Linked DNA regions of Sus scrofa: all the other regions are linked to region 1. A link is a contact called in public HiChIP or PLAC-seq data. All regions are on one chromosome and are shown on one strand. Each heading gives the region's core, a stretch centred on a gene start, on an enhancer-like site or on the middle of the called end of the contact. The rest is flanking DNA. Distances are from core to core; before and after follow the strand shown. Region 1 holds the start of TIMMDC1 (complex I assembly factor TIMMDC1, mitochondrial). Region 2 holds the start of COX17 (COX17 cytochrome c oxidase assembly homolog). Region 3 holds the start of ARHGAP31 (rho GTPase-activating protein 31). Region 4 holds the start of B4GALT4 (a long non-coding RNA gene).

Evidence for each region. HiChIP or PLAC-seq counts read pairs in DNA pulled down with a chosen protein or histone mark.
Region 2: a contact with region 1 is called in an H3K27ac HiChIP or PLAC-seq map of alveolar macrophages. The contact joins the promoter of COX17 here to the promoter of TIMMDC1 in region 1. A contact is called at or near these places in 11 of 47 Hi-C or Micro-C datasets (adipocytes, blood, embryonic fibroblasts and 6 more) and 2 of 2 datasets of contacts at active chromatin or transcription factors (alveolar macrophages and skeletal muscle).
Region 3: a contact with region 1 is called in an H3K27ac HiChIP or PLAC-seq map of alveolar macrophages. The contact joins the promoter of ARHGAP31 here to the promoter of TIMMDC1 in region 1. A contact is called at or near these places in 1 of 5 promoter capture datasets (fetal skeletal muscle), 16 of 47 Hi-C or Micro-C datasets (alveolar macrophages, blood, embryonic fibroblasts and 10 more) and 2 of 2 datasets of contacts at active chromatin or transcription factors (alveolar macrophages and skeletal muscle).
Region 4: an H3K27ac HiChIP or PLAC-seq map of alveolar macrophages shows a contact between it and region 1. The contact joins the promoter of B4GALT4 here to the promoter of TIMMDC1 in region 1. A contact is called at or near these places in 3 of 5 promoter capture datasets (fetal liver, fetal skeletal muscle and liver), 26 of 47 Hi-C or Micro-C datasets (adipose tissue, alveolar macrophages, blood and 13 more) and 2 of 2 datasets of contacts at active chromatin or transcription factors (alveolar macrophages and skeletal muscle).

What each region holds. Positions count from the first base shown.
Region 1 is chr13:140,757,338-140,760,100 of Sscrofa11.1, forward strand. TIMMDC1 (complex I assembly factor TIMMDC1, mitochondrial) reads right to left here and starts at 1,361. Exons shown (of 8, transcript XM_021070323.1): 1 at 1,230-1,361; 2 at 852-1,129. The coding sequence starts at 1,045.
Region 2 is chr13:140,582,936-140,585,635 of Sscrofa11.1, forward strand. It overlaps COX17 (COX17 cytochrome c oxidase assembly homolog), which reads left to right and starts at 1,351. Exons shown (of 3, transcript NM_001348525.1): 1 at 1,351-1,602. The coding sequence starts at 1,496.
Region 3 is chr13:140,947,082-140,949,787 of Sscrofa11.1, forward strand. It overlaps ARHGAP31 (rho GTPase-activating protein 31), which reads right to left and starts at 1,423. Exons shown (of 12, transcript XM_021070330.1): 1 at 566-1,423. The coding sequence starts at 665.
Region 4 is chr13:140,968,148-140,970,847 of Sscrofa11.1, forward strand. B4GALT4 (a long non-coding RNA gene) reads left to right here and starts at 1,414. Exons shown (of 7, transcript XR_001300547.2): 1 at 1,414-1,515.

The DNA of each region.
Region 1 (2,763 bases), core at 111-2,610:
TATCTCAAATAAATTTTGGAAGGACCAATAAGAAGGGCGGCTTATCTTTAAAACAAAGATGATGAAACCTAAATAAAGTAATTAATACAATTCCACCAGCTCCCCTGCCTGAACTATCTCAGCAACATAATAAAGCTTCGACGTTAATTTAACCAATGTTGATAACACAGTATAGTATATAGTAAAGTACTTCATAAAAGGGCAAACTTTTTACCAGTAATTGATGAACGAAACAATGATGAAATTAATTATCGTGAGTTTTCCATTAAAGTTAATTCAATTTAAAGGGTTATTTCTTTTATTCTGAAACATCCTTATTTGTGAATCCAGCTAATTTCTTTATAAAATGATGAGACAATAGTTGCTACTATTTTTTATATATTCCTTATTTAGCAGAATAAAAATTTTACAACTCTTTCTGCTATCTCTGAACTTCCATTTTTGCGCCGGGGAGGAGGGCTATTGGTCATAAACTATCAAAATTTGGGATCAAGTTATATAAGAAAAGGAATATTGCAGTCCTGCAGATGTGGGTTCTCGCGTCACCAAGTACCTTGGCCCAATTCTTCTAATCTGTAAAATCGAGGTAATTACACTAAGACTCTACTCCCTAAATATCCCTAAAAGCTCTGACATTCAATGAGGCTCACCTTTACCACCTGAAAACCGGCCTGTCAATCATAAGAACCACCTAGCCGCTATGTTAGGATACAAGCTTGGAGTACAAGCACTAGAACCCAAAATTCCGTTTAAAAATAAATCACACCACCCTGGGGTCCTTCATCCCGGATGACCCAGGTTTCAGGTCACCTCCTTCGTAGCCCCTCCCCACAGACCGTAGGCACTTTTACTCTTTGACAAACAGCTCCCGGAGTCGGTCCCATCCGGATTCCGGGTATCGGGCTTCCGGGACGCAGGAAGGCAGCTTAAGGTCCTCCGCAAGACCCTTGGAATCGGTGGCCACAGCTCCAGCAGCAAAGACCCGAGGGAAAGGATTCAGCGCCCTGCAGAGCAAGCTCCGTGGAGCCGGCGGCCGCACCTCCATGGTCTCCTCAGAACCTGCCGGACAGCTTGGGCGCTCAGGGCCCCAAGGTCTCCGGGAGGCGCCGTGGGAGAAGAGCGAAGATAACTGCAAGAATAAGTGACGAATACTGGTACACTACGCTCTAGCAAATTCGCGGCCGTAGCGGTAGCCACACACCGTGACAGACCTGCACTCCCAGACTAACCTCACTTTGGAAGCCCTTGGACACACGAGACAGGAAGTCCCGCCCCAACCAGGGCAAAGGCTACTGGGCTGGGCGAGGGCGGAGCCGGAGCCGGAAGCACTTCCGGTTTGAGGTGGGACGGATCTTAGAGGTGGCAAGCTGACTCGCCGGAAGTGAGCTGGCGGCGTGTAACAGCTCTCTGCACCGTCTGGCCCCCGCCTCCTGCGCCAGTGAAACTGTGTGGGGCAGTTTCCAGGCAACCAGACCGGGTCATTAGCTGAAGTAGGTTAGCGTATTTTATTTTTTATGTAATTTTTATTTTTCCATTATAGTTGATTTACAGTGTTCTGACAATTTCTAGTGTAAAGCATAATTACCCAGTCATACATAGGCTTTTTCTCACATTATCCTCTATGATGTTCCATCACAAGTGACTCGATACAGTTCCCTGTGCTATATAGCAGGATCTCATTGCTTATCTACTCCAAATGCAATAGTTTGAAGTTAGCTTATTTTAAAAAGCAGGAATGTAGATGAAGAAAGTGCAGTGTTCAACACAAATGGGGTACAGAAAGGGGAAGGCAGTTTGCAGAACTACAAGCCCAACCCACCCTGTCATAGCTCGGGAAACCTCTGAGGTTGGGCGAGGTCTATTCTCGATTTCAGAAAGTTAGGAGGCTTTTAAGAGGGGTCTTGTTGCCAGTTACACCCAGATTTCCAGAACATTTTTATGTAGAAGAATCGGTTCAGGGCTTCACAAGATGGGTTTTATTCACCTTGGTTCATATAACTACTCTTTCTTAAAAGGCAGGACACTTTCTCTCAGATGTTTGCTTGGTAGTCCAGCAATAATTTCCTGTCACTACAGCCTCTGCTATCATATGCTTCAAAGTATAATTTTATTAAAATGCACGCTTATGAAGGAATTCCCACTGTGGCACAACAGGATCCGCGGTGTCTTGGCAGCACTTGGGAGCCTGGTTCTATCCCTGCCTGGTTCCTTAGCTATGGTTTAGGTACTCGGATCTGATCCCCAGCCCTGGAACCCCATATGCCACCTCGGCCAAAAACAACAACAAAAACAAGACAGCTCGCATGTTAAGTATTTTTAAACTGATTTGTGTTTCTTTTTTTTTTTTTTTTTTTGCCTTTTTTTAGGGCTGCATCTGCAGCATATGTTAGTTCCCAGACTAGGGGTCAAATCCAAGCTACAGCTGCTGGCTTAAGCCACAGCCACTGCAACGAAGGATCCGAGCCAGGTCTTCGACCTACACTACAAGGCAGGGCAATGCAGGATCACCAACACTGAGCCAGGCCAGGGGTAGAACCACATCCTCATGGATCCTAATTGGGTCCGTTAACCCCTGAGACATGAAGGGAACTCCTGATTTGTGTAATTTCATCTGATCTTTGCTAGGAATCATACACATTGTCTTCGCCAATTCCTACCCATCATTTATTCCTTTCTAGGAATAATTCAAAATAATTACAATCTTTAGTAGGATACAGTAAAGAGAATTCCAGAATTTGATAGCTGGAAGTCTCTAGATATGGT
Region 2 (2,700 bases), core at 101-2,600, 170 kb before region 1:
CTGCATCCCGCAGGTCTGCAAGCCCTGTGCCTACCCAGCTTCATGACTGAAGAGCCCAGAGTCAGTGACAGAGACATGGATGGTTTAATGGCCAGGGGGTTCTTACATGTCTGACAGGACATGGTAAAGTCTCTGCTCCTGGAGGGGAAGGGGAGATTGCCAGTTACAGTGGGAATTGACATCAGGTTGGCACATGAGTTACCAGGGAGACCAGCAGAGAGGCACTGCCCTCACCGCTCTTTAGATAAGAACAATCTCATTGCTGGGGCCTGGGACAAATATGTAGAAAGGTCAATCATGCACTTAGGGGTTGGTGGAGCAGGAAATGGTGGAGCAGGGAATGTACAAAGAGCAAGAAAACAGCCATCTTGAGGGGCAATACCATTGGCTGGTTTAGGTGATAAGCAATGTTTGATTAACCAAAGTGCGTATCCCTAGACAGCTATTTTAACAATGCCTGGAAGTCCTGCTTTAAAAAATAAGTTCATCCTTCCTCAAACAATTCTCTGCAGGAAAAAAACTTAATGGTTATGTCCATTCTATTGCAAATACTGTCTAAGTTTACTTATTTACCTAGATGGATAGGTATTAACTGAATTTGAGGAATGACAATGAAAAGGCATTTTAAAATTTTACTAACCAATATATTTGCCCTATGATTGGCAATTCATATGGAAATCAATTCAGTTGGAGAGGGAGCTATAAACACTAACTAGCTGAGGATTTAAAGCGTGTGGGTGAGGTAAGGTTCCCAGGCTAGGGGTCTAATCGGAGACACAGCTGCTGCCAGCTTATGCCACAGCCACATCAACACCTGATCTGAGCCCTGTCTGTGACCTACACCACAGCTCAGGGCAACGCTGGATCCTTAAACCACTGAACGAGGCCAGGGATAGAACCCGAAACCTCATGGTTCCTAGTCTGATTCGTTTGCGCTGACCACTAGGGAACTCCTTTGCTACTCACTTTTAACTAGAGCGGTGAAGTGGGGTGGTGAAGGCAGTAAGGCAGATAATGGCAAGCATAAGATGCCGGGCGCTAAGTCTGTTACTCAAGAGGAATTGGCTTTCACTAGTGTTTTTTTTTTTTTTCTGTAGCATAGACAGGTCATTTCACCTTCTTGAGTTTCAGTTTTCGACTTCGAGCTGGGTGTATGGTTGAGAGCTCTCCGAGTTGCCTTACGGGTCTCCTCATTTGTGGGTCCTCTCAATGCTGGTCTACAAACATCGCTGCACTTTACCTGGGCTCTCTGCACCTGCGCGGAAAAGGCGCCCTAGCACTAAGGCCATCATTCGGCCTCTTCTGCGCACGCGCGTGCCCTTTAAAACATTTTTCCTCTTTACCTCCTCCCTTCCTCCCAGTTCGTCAGAGTGAGAGGCAGGACTTCCTGTTCTGTTTTGGAGCGACTGCCGGAAATAACTGCGGGCGAATCGGCGTGTCCGGAGGCCGGTAGAGTTTGGGGTGGCAGAGCTAATTGCAGCTTTCGGCGCGAAAAATGCCGGGTCTGGCGGCCGCAATCCCTGCCCCGCCTGAATCGCAGGAGAAGAAGCCGCTGAAGCCCTGCTGCGCCTGCCCGGAGACCAAGAAAGCGCGCGATGCGTGGTCAGTGCGCAGCCGGGGAGGGGGCGGCGGGGCAGGCTCCGTGCACTGCCTTCGGGTGCCGCTGCCCGGACTAGGGCTGGTCGTGGCCCTCACTTTGCCGCGGGGCTCTCTTGAGGGTTATAGACCTGGGTAGGCTTCGCAGTCAGCTGTCTGTAGACTGAGCTCGTAGCTTACCCTGGGGAAAAGGTTGAAGGGATCAGAGAGAGGTCAGATTGACCCGCCGCGCTCAATCCAGGCATTCCTTCCTACAAAAGGTTTTTCATCAGCTGTTATGGGTCAAACATTGCTTTAGGACCGAAGGCTTGTAAACGGATGGATGCTACTTGATTTAAAGAAACACAGGAGTTCCCGTGGTGGCTCACCGGATTAAGAACCCGACCAGCAGCCATAAGGATGCAGTTTCGATCCCTGGTCTGTTCAGTGGGTAAAGGAGCCGGCCCTGCAAACTGCAGGGTAGGTCGGTCGCAGATGCCAATGGGATCTGTGTGGCTGTGGCTGCGGTGTAGGCCGGCATATGCAGCTCTGATTCAGCCCCTAGCCTGGGAACTTCCATATGTCCCAGGTGCGGCCCTTAAAAAAAAGTAAAGGGAAACAGTTAATGGAAACGTTTTTCAATGATTGCTCTACTATGGTTTATGGGCCATGATAGAAGACTTGGCAAAATCAGAGTTCCCTTGTGGTGAGAGGGGTTAAGGATCCCACGTGGTCTCAGCAGCGACTGCCGTGGGGCGGGTTCGATCTCTTTTCGGGAAGTTGCACATAGTTCCCCCGCGGCCAAGAAAAAAAGATTTATCAAGATCAAAGAGTAAAAGTTTTCCGGTTTTCTGGTAATTTCTCCCCGAATTTAGTCATAGTAGGGTACAAGGTACATTTCTTAACGGTACAGAAAATCCCCTAAACTCTTCCCCCCACCGTTTTAGGTAGATAATTTAAAAATCAACTAGGCTATAACATATGTGACACTGTAGTGTTCAGAATTGTTTATCTAAATTACCATCAACCTGCAAAAGGTTTTCATTTCTTCTTACTGTATACAGCCTCTGTTGTGGAACAAATCTCAGAAGGAATCTTCAGATAATGTGAATGTACACCTCTCCC
Region 3 (2,706 bases), core at 173-2,672, 190 kb after region 1:
GGTTGGGAAGGGGAGGGAGGGAGGTACTATATATTTGGCATCAGTTCAGAAATTCAGAAAATGTTTGTGCAACCACTCCCCCAGCCAGGATCCACCGCACCCCCTGCCTTCCAGCACATTAATAAAAAAAGATGTGAGCTGATGAAACTGGAGAAGCCGGGAGGGACACCTAAGGCGGTCATAATTATGTACCCAGAGAAGCCCAGTGAACACCATCCCACAGGTCCAGTCCTCACCCCTCCTCTCCCACATCCAAAGTTGGGGATCGGGATCTCTCCAGCCCCCACCCCAGGCCCCCAGGGGTAGCCGCTTAAACTTGCAGCAGCACCGCCCATTAACGGCTTGTGTGACACAAACGGAAGGACTGACACAACCTCTACACGTCGGGGTGGCAGCGCTATGCACCTCAAGAATTGTGTATATTCTTCAAAAAGAAAAAAAAGTAGAAGGAGCGCACAAGCCTGGAATACATTAACTTGTGAATTGAATGTAACACACCCTCGGAGAGTCCCTCTTTCTCTCAAACAAAAAGAAGGGGGGAGGGGGGTAGGCGAAGGCACTTTACCATCCTGTCCTGAGCTTTCCAGATACTCCGTGAGGTCACAGCCAAAGGCGCTGGCGGCTCCCTTTCGTTTCAGCTTCTGCTTGGCACCCTTGTTCTTCATGAGTTAGTCCCAAAGAGGTTGCCCTCCGTCTCCCCCTCCCCTCTGCTTGGCACCGCGCCGACGGTGGTCTCCGGGGTGGGGGTTAGATCAGTGGCTGCGGCGCGGCGCTGTGGGGCCGCATGGGCGTCGGGAAGAGTTTGGGCCCGGGACAGAGCGCATGGAGCCCGCGGGGCGCTGAGCCCGGCGCGGGCGCGGAGCCTGAAATCCACCGCGCGCTCCTCCAGGGCCGCGGTGCCGCAGGCCGTGCGGAGCTGGCAGCGGCGGGCCGGCTCGCTGGGAGTGTCACTTCCTCACTTGGAGTCCCAGGGACTTTCACAGGTTCCCGCGGTGTCTTCGGTTGTCTTCCTCCTCTTTGGAGGGAGGGCGAGCTCTCCGGTCCGTCTTCTCGAAGCCCGGGAGTGGCCGAGGGCGCGGGGAAGCCGGCGGCGGGCGCGGAGACGGCCCGGGGACTGCGTGGGTCCTCTGCCCGGCGCGCGCTGTCTTGCCTTCAGACGGCTTTGGTAGAACGAAAAACAAGCATCCTGTCTCTCTCGCCCGCCCTCACGCCTTCCTTTTTTTCCTGTCTTACAAATCCTAGGATCATCCAGCTCAGGAAATGCTGGAAGGAAGTTAGCTAGGGAGGGGGGCGGAGGGTGGAAATTTTTGGCAGCTCTGTGCTCATGTGTGTATGGAGCCGGAGGAAGTAGGTGGGTGGGTTGAGGAGTACGGGGTTGGGGAGAGAACGCGCTCTTCGCAGAGCTGCTCGGCGACTCTAGAGATAACTGGCCCGCCCGGGAGGAAATCGCCGCTCTCCTAGGAGCACCCACAGCCCGAGCCACCCGCTTCCTGCCCCATCGACGGCTCTTTGAAGACGGCGGGAGGAGGCGCGCTGGCACTCTGGATGGAGGGGGCTAGGTGGGACTGAAAAAAAAAGTCCTCCCTTGTATTTTATCTTCATTGTCATCATCTCTTTGACAATTTCTATTTCGGTGCCTGTCTGCTCCTACACAAACACTTAAAGAGTAATGACAGAAACAAAGACAGGGATTCCAACGGAGAAACCTAACGGGGAGCAGTTTTCGCCAACCACTCCCATTCTACTGTCCCGCGCCCCAGTACCCCCAACCCAGCTAAGTCCCCTCCAAAGCTGAGGGAGGGATGGAGGCTGCCACTTTTTAACCACTGCCCTGGAAATCAGATTTCTGATTAGAGATTCAAGTTACACACACACACACACACACACACACACACACACACACACACACACACAGAGGCATTACTACAAAGTTTGCTAAATGGAAGTGATGCGGGGGGTGGGAGTGAGGGGACCAGGACTTAAGGTGACTCTGATATTCTAACATAATCTGAAGAAAGCAGTCTCTCAGGTTATTTCATAATTTGTCTCAAGTTTTCAGGAGGGCATGTTTTTTCTCCAGTTAGATTTGAAATTCTTTGACTTCTGTGTACTCAGCACACAGTAAGCACTCAAATTCTGGTGATTTCACCATTTGAGGATTAGATTAAACTTCCTGTATAAATTCAAATCCATATATAGGCTTAAAGGGTAGAGACAGTCATAGAGCTCAGAATGCTGGAAAAAGCTTTAAGTATAGTATTTTAGTTACTGAATCCTGTCACAGTCTCTTATCTCCCTATGTATCACCAAGACAGTGTATGAACTTTGACCCTTGACCTTCTCTCTTTGTGAGTACTCACAATTGATAGCCTGCCTGCTGAATCTGGCTCACAGATGTGTTTGGTTTGTTTGCCATTTTAAATATTAAAAAAAAAATTTTTGCCTTTTTAGGGCCGCACCCATGGCATATGGAGGTTCCCAGGCTATGGGTCTAGGTGTCAAATCAGAGCTGTAGTCTCTGGCCTATGCTACAGCCACAGCAATGCCAGATCCAAGCTGTGTCTGTGACCTACATCACAGCTCACTCATGGCAATGCTGGATCCCCTCCCCACAGAGTGAGGCCAGGGATCAAACTTGTGTCCTCATGTCCTCATGGATCCTAGTCAGATTTGTTTCCACTGAGCCACGATGGGAACTCCTTAAAT
Region 4 (2,700 bases), core at 164-2,663, 210 kb after region 1:
TAGAATATCCCTTAATTTGGGCTTGTCTGTTTCCTCATGGTTAAATTCCAATTATGCATTTTGGCAGGAATGCAGTAACAGTGATATCAGTTTGGTGAAATTAACTTTGAGTACTTGGTTAAGGTGGTATCTGCCAGATTTCTCCAATGGATAATATATCCTCTTTGTAACTGGTAAATAACCCCTAGGGAAATCTTTTTTTTTTTTTCCCCCTTAATAATTTTCAAAAAGAGCTCTCCTGTATTCTGCAGCAGACAATTCCAGTGTCTGATGTCTTTGGGAGTATAAATCTCTTGGTCTTAATTCTGCCCACTGTCTTTTCTTTCTTTTTTTTTTTTTTTTGTCTTTTTAGGGCTGCATCTGCTGGCATAAGGAAGTTCAAAGGCTAGGGGTCAAATCAGACTGTAGCAGCTGGCCTATGATCTACACCACAGCTTTGGCAATGCTGGATCCTTAACCCAGTGAGGGAGGCCAGGGACCCAACCTGCATCCTCATGGTTACTAGTCAGATTTGTTTTCACTGAGCCACAAAAAGAAGTCCCTGCCCACTGTCATTATGTGTGGCCCCTGGAGCTTGGTGATTTTTTTTAAAGATTGTGCATTTGTATTTGTTTGGATTCTGTGGGACTAAATGGAAGATGCACCCTATAAAGTATGTTTCCACTGCTCGGACCTCAGGAGACTGGGAAACTCAGTAGTGCTCTTTCACAGTCTTGGCTGGATGCTGAAGGGGCAGGTTTGGCTCTCCTGTTTGGGTGCCAGATCACAGTGCCAGCAGAGATCTTCCGTGTGCCCTCAGCAAACCCCAGGTCTCCTGCTTAGAGCTCAATGACCCCAGGGTTGGTTCCATTTGCAGTGGGGTGCTTCTTGGAAAATCTCCTATTTCTTAGAGAATCTAGTCTGCTCTCCTGCCAGCCTAAGCAGAACTTTCCATGATTTTTCACTCAAATCATCAGTATAAATATGATTCTGTCTTGGCTTTTTGTATTAATATCTGAAGAAATTTGGTTTTCTCACAACTCAATATTCTCAGTAGTTCTGTGAAATGGGGAAGTCAGTTAATTTGGCACATTGTGCAGTTGAGAAAGCTGAAACCTTTCGTCAGGGTGATGTAAGGTAAATTTATTAACTTCTAAAGCCTCAGTTTCCTACTCCGTAAAATGGGAAGGTTCATCTCTCCTTCTCAAAGTTTTGTGAGCATTTACGAGAATGGGATTTGGGAAGCGTGCAGACCCTAGGGCAGTATTGGCATAAGGTTTTATTACGATCACTCAAAAGATAAGCTGGCGTTTTCCCTCCTGGTGCTTCTTCTGTTGGCCGGGGACGGTTACTGGGTCGATCGGACTCGGCTTGCATAGGACCGCGCAGACGGCCCCGGGGCCCGGCCTCAGCTACTTCGGGGGAGGCGGAGCCAGCCCGCAGGAGCCGCCTCCCGGGAGGCGGGGCGGTCCCGGCTGCTGCAGCTTTTGCCTCCTCCCCTGGCTCCGGGTGGTGCTCTTCGCGGCCGCGTCAGGGGTGAGTACGCTGGGCCTCCGCTCCGCCTGCGCCCGGGACAAGCAATTCCGTGGGGAGGGCGGCGGCTGGCGCTCTATGGGCATCACCGGGTGGCGAGCGGGATCGGTCCCAGGGCCTGGGACGGCCCTCCTGCCTTCCTCCGGGCGGTGGGGCCGGGCAGGGGGCCTGCAGAGGCCGAGCCCTGAGGGAGGCACGGGCTCAGGTGCCGGGGCCACCGCGGCGCTCCCTCTGCTGCCGGAGGGATGGTAGGTGAGATGCTGCCAGGTAGGCCCTCAGGGGTCGTTCCCCCCGCCCCGAGAGCCCACCTCAAGGTTCTGGGGTCGCCACTAGCACTTCTCTCCCCTCCGGGCGCATCAGTGTGAAGAAGCTGCTTCCTCCCTGGAGCCCTATTTCACCAAGGTTTCTACTAGGAAACCCATCTGCTGATACCGACGAGGGGCCTGCAGGGGCCGAAGAGCTGGGGAGGTCGACTGGATTTTAAAGTACCTTGGATACCTGCCCTTAGTCTGGCTCTGCGTCCATCTATGTCGGTCGTATCGGTTGCTGTTCGGTCTTCCATTAGATAAGAGCCAACTCTCGGTTTGAGGGGGGAAAAAAAAGAAGTCTATGAGGACTGAGACTGAGAAAAGGCCTTTGGGTTGGTACCCTTGGGAGAGCACTTCTCAACGGGGTGGGCGTGTGCTGGATTGCAAAGTGTTCGAGAGTGGGTGAGGGTTGAGGACCTGGAGGCGGCCAGGGCACAGGGAGACCTTTCCTGTCCTTTGGTGGTGAAAGGGAGGAGGAAGAAAACAGCAATTTGAAGGTTGAGGGACTTTTTGCTTTTTTTATTTTTTAATTTCTAAATTTCTTTTAAGAAAGGCGAATCACATTGAGGATGCAAGAAAGTGAAGGAATCTTGGATAGTGATGAATAACATTCAGGGTCCAGACTGAGAAAGTGGGCTTAAAAAGGGGCTGAGGGCTCTTCTAGGCACCTGGGCTGAGCTGGTGGGCCAGAGGGCTGGAATGCGTTTCTCTGGCCAGAGATAACGCTAAATGCGACCACAGTTTATCGTTTTGGAATTTTATCTTCTAGAGCAGGGTTGGCTTTTCAACCACATGCAATTGCAAAATTTTAATGTGCCTGTTTGTGTTGTAGGGGAGAAAACCTTTTCCTTTTTTCCTCTCCTAGGTCCTTTAGCTGGTC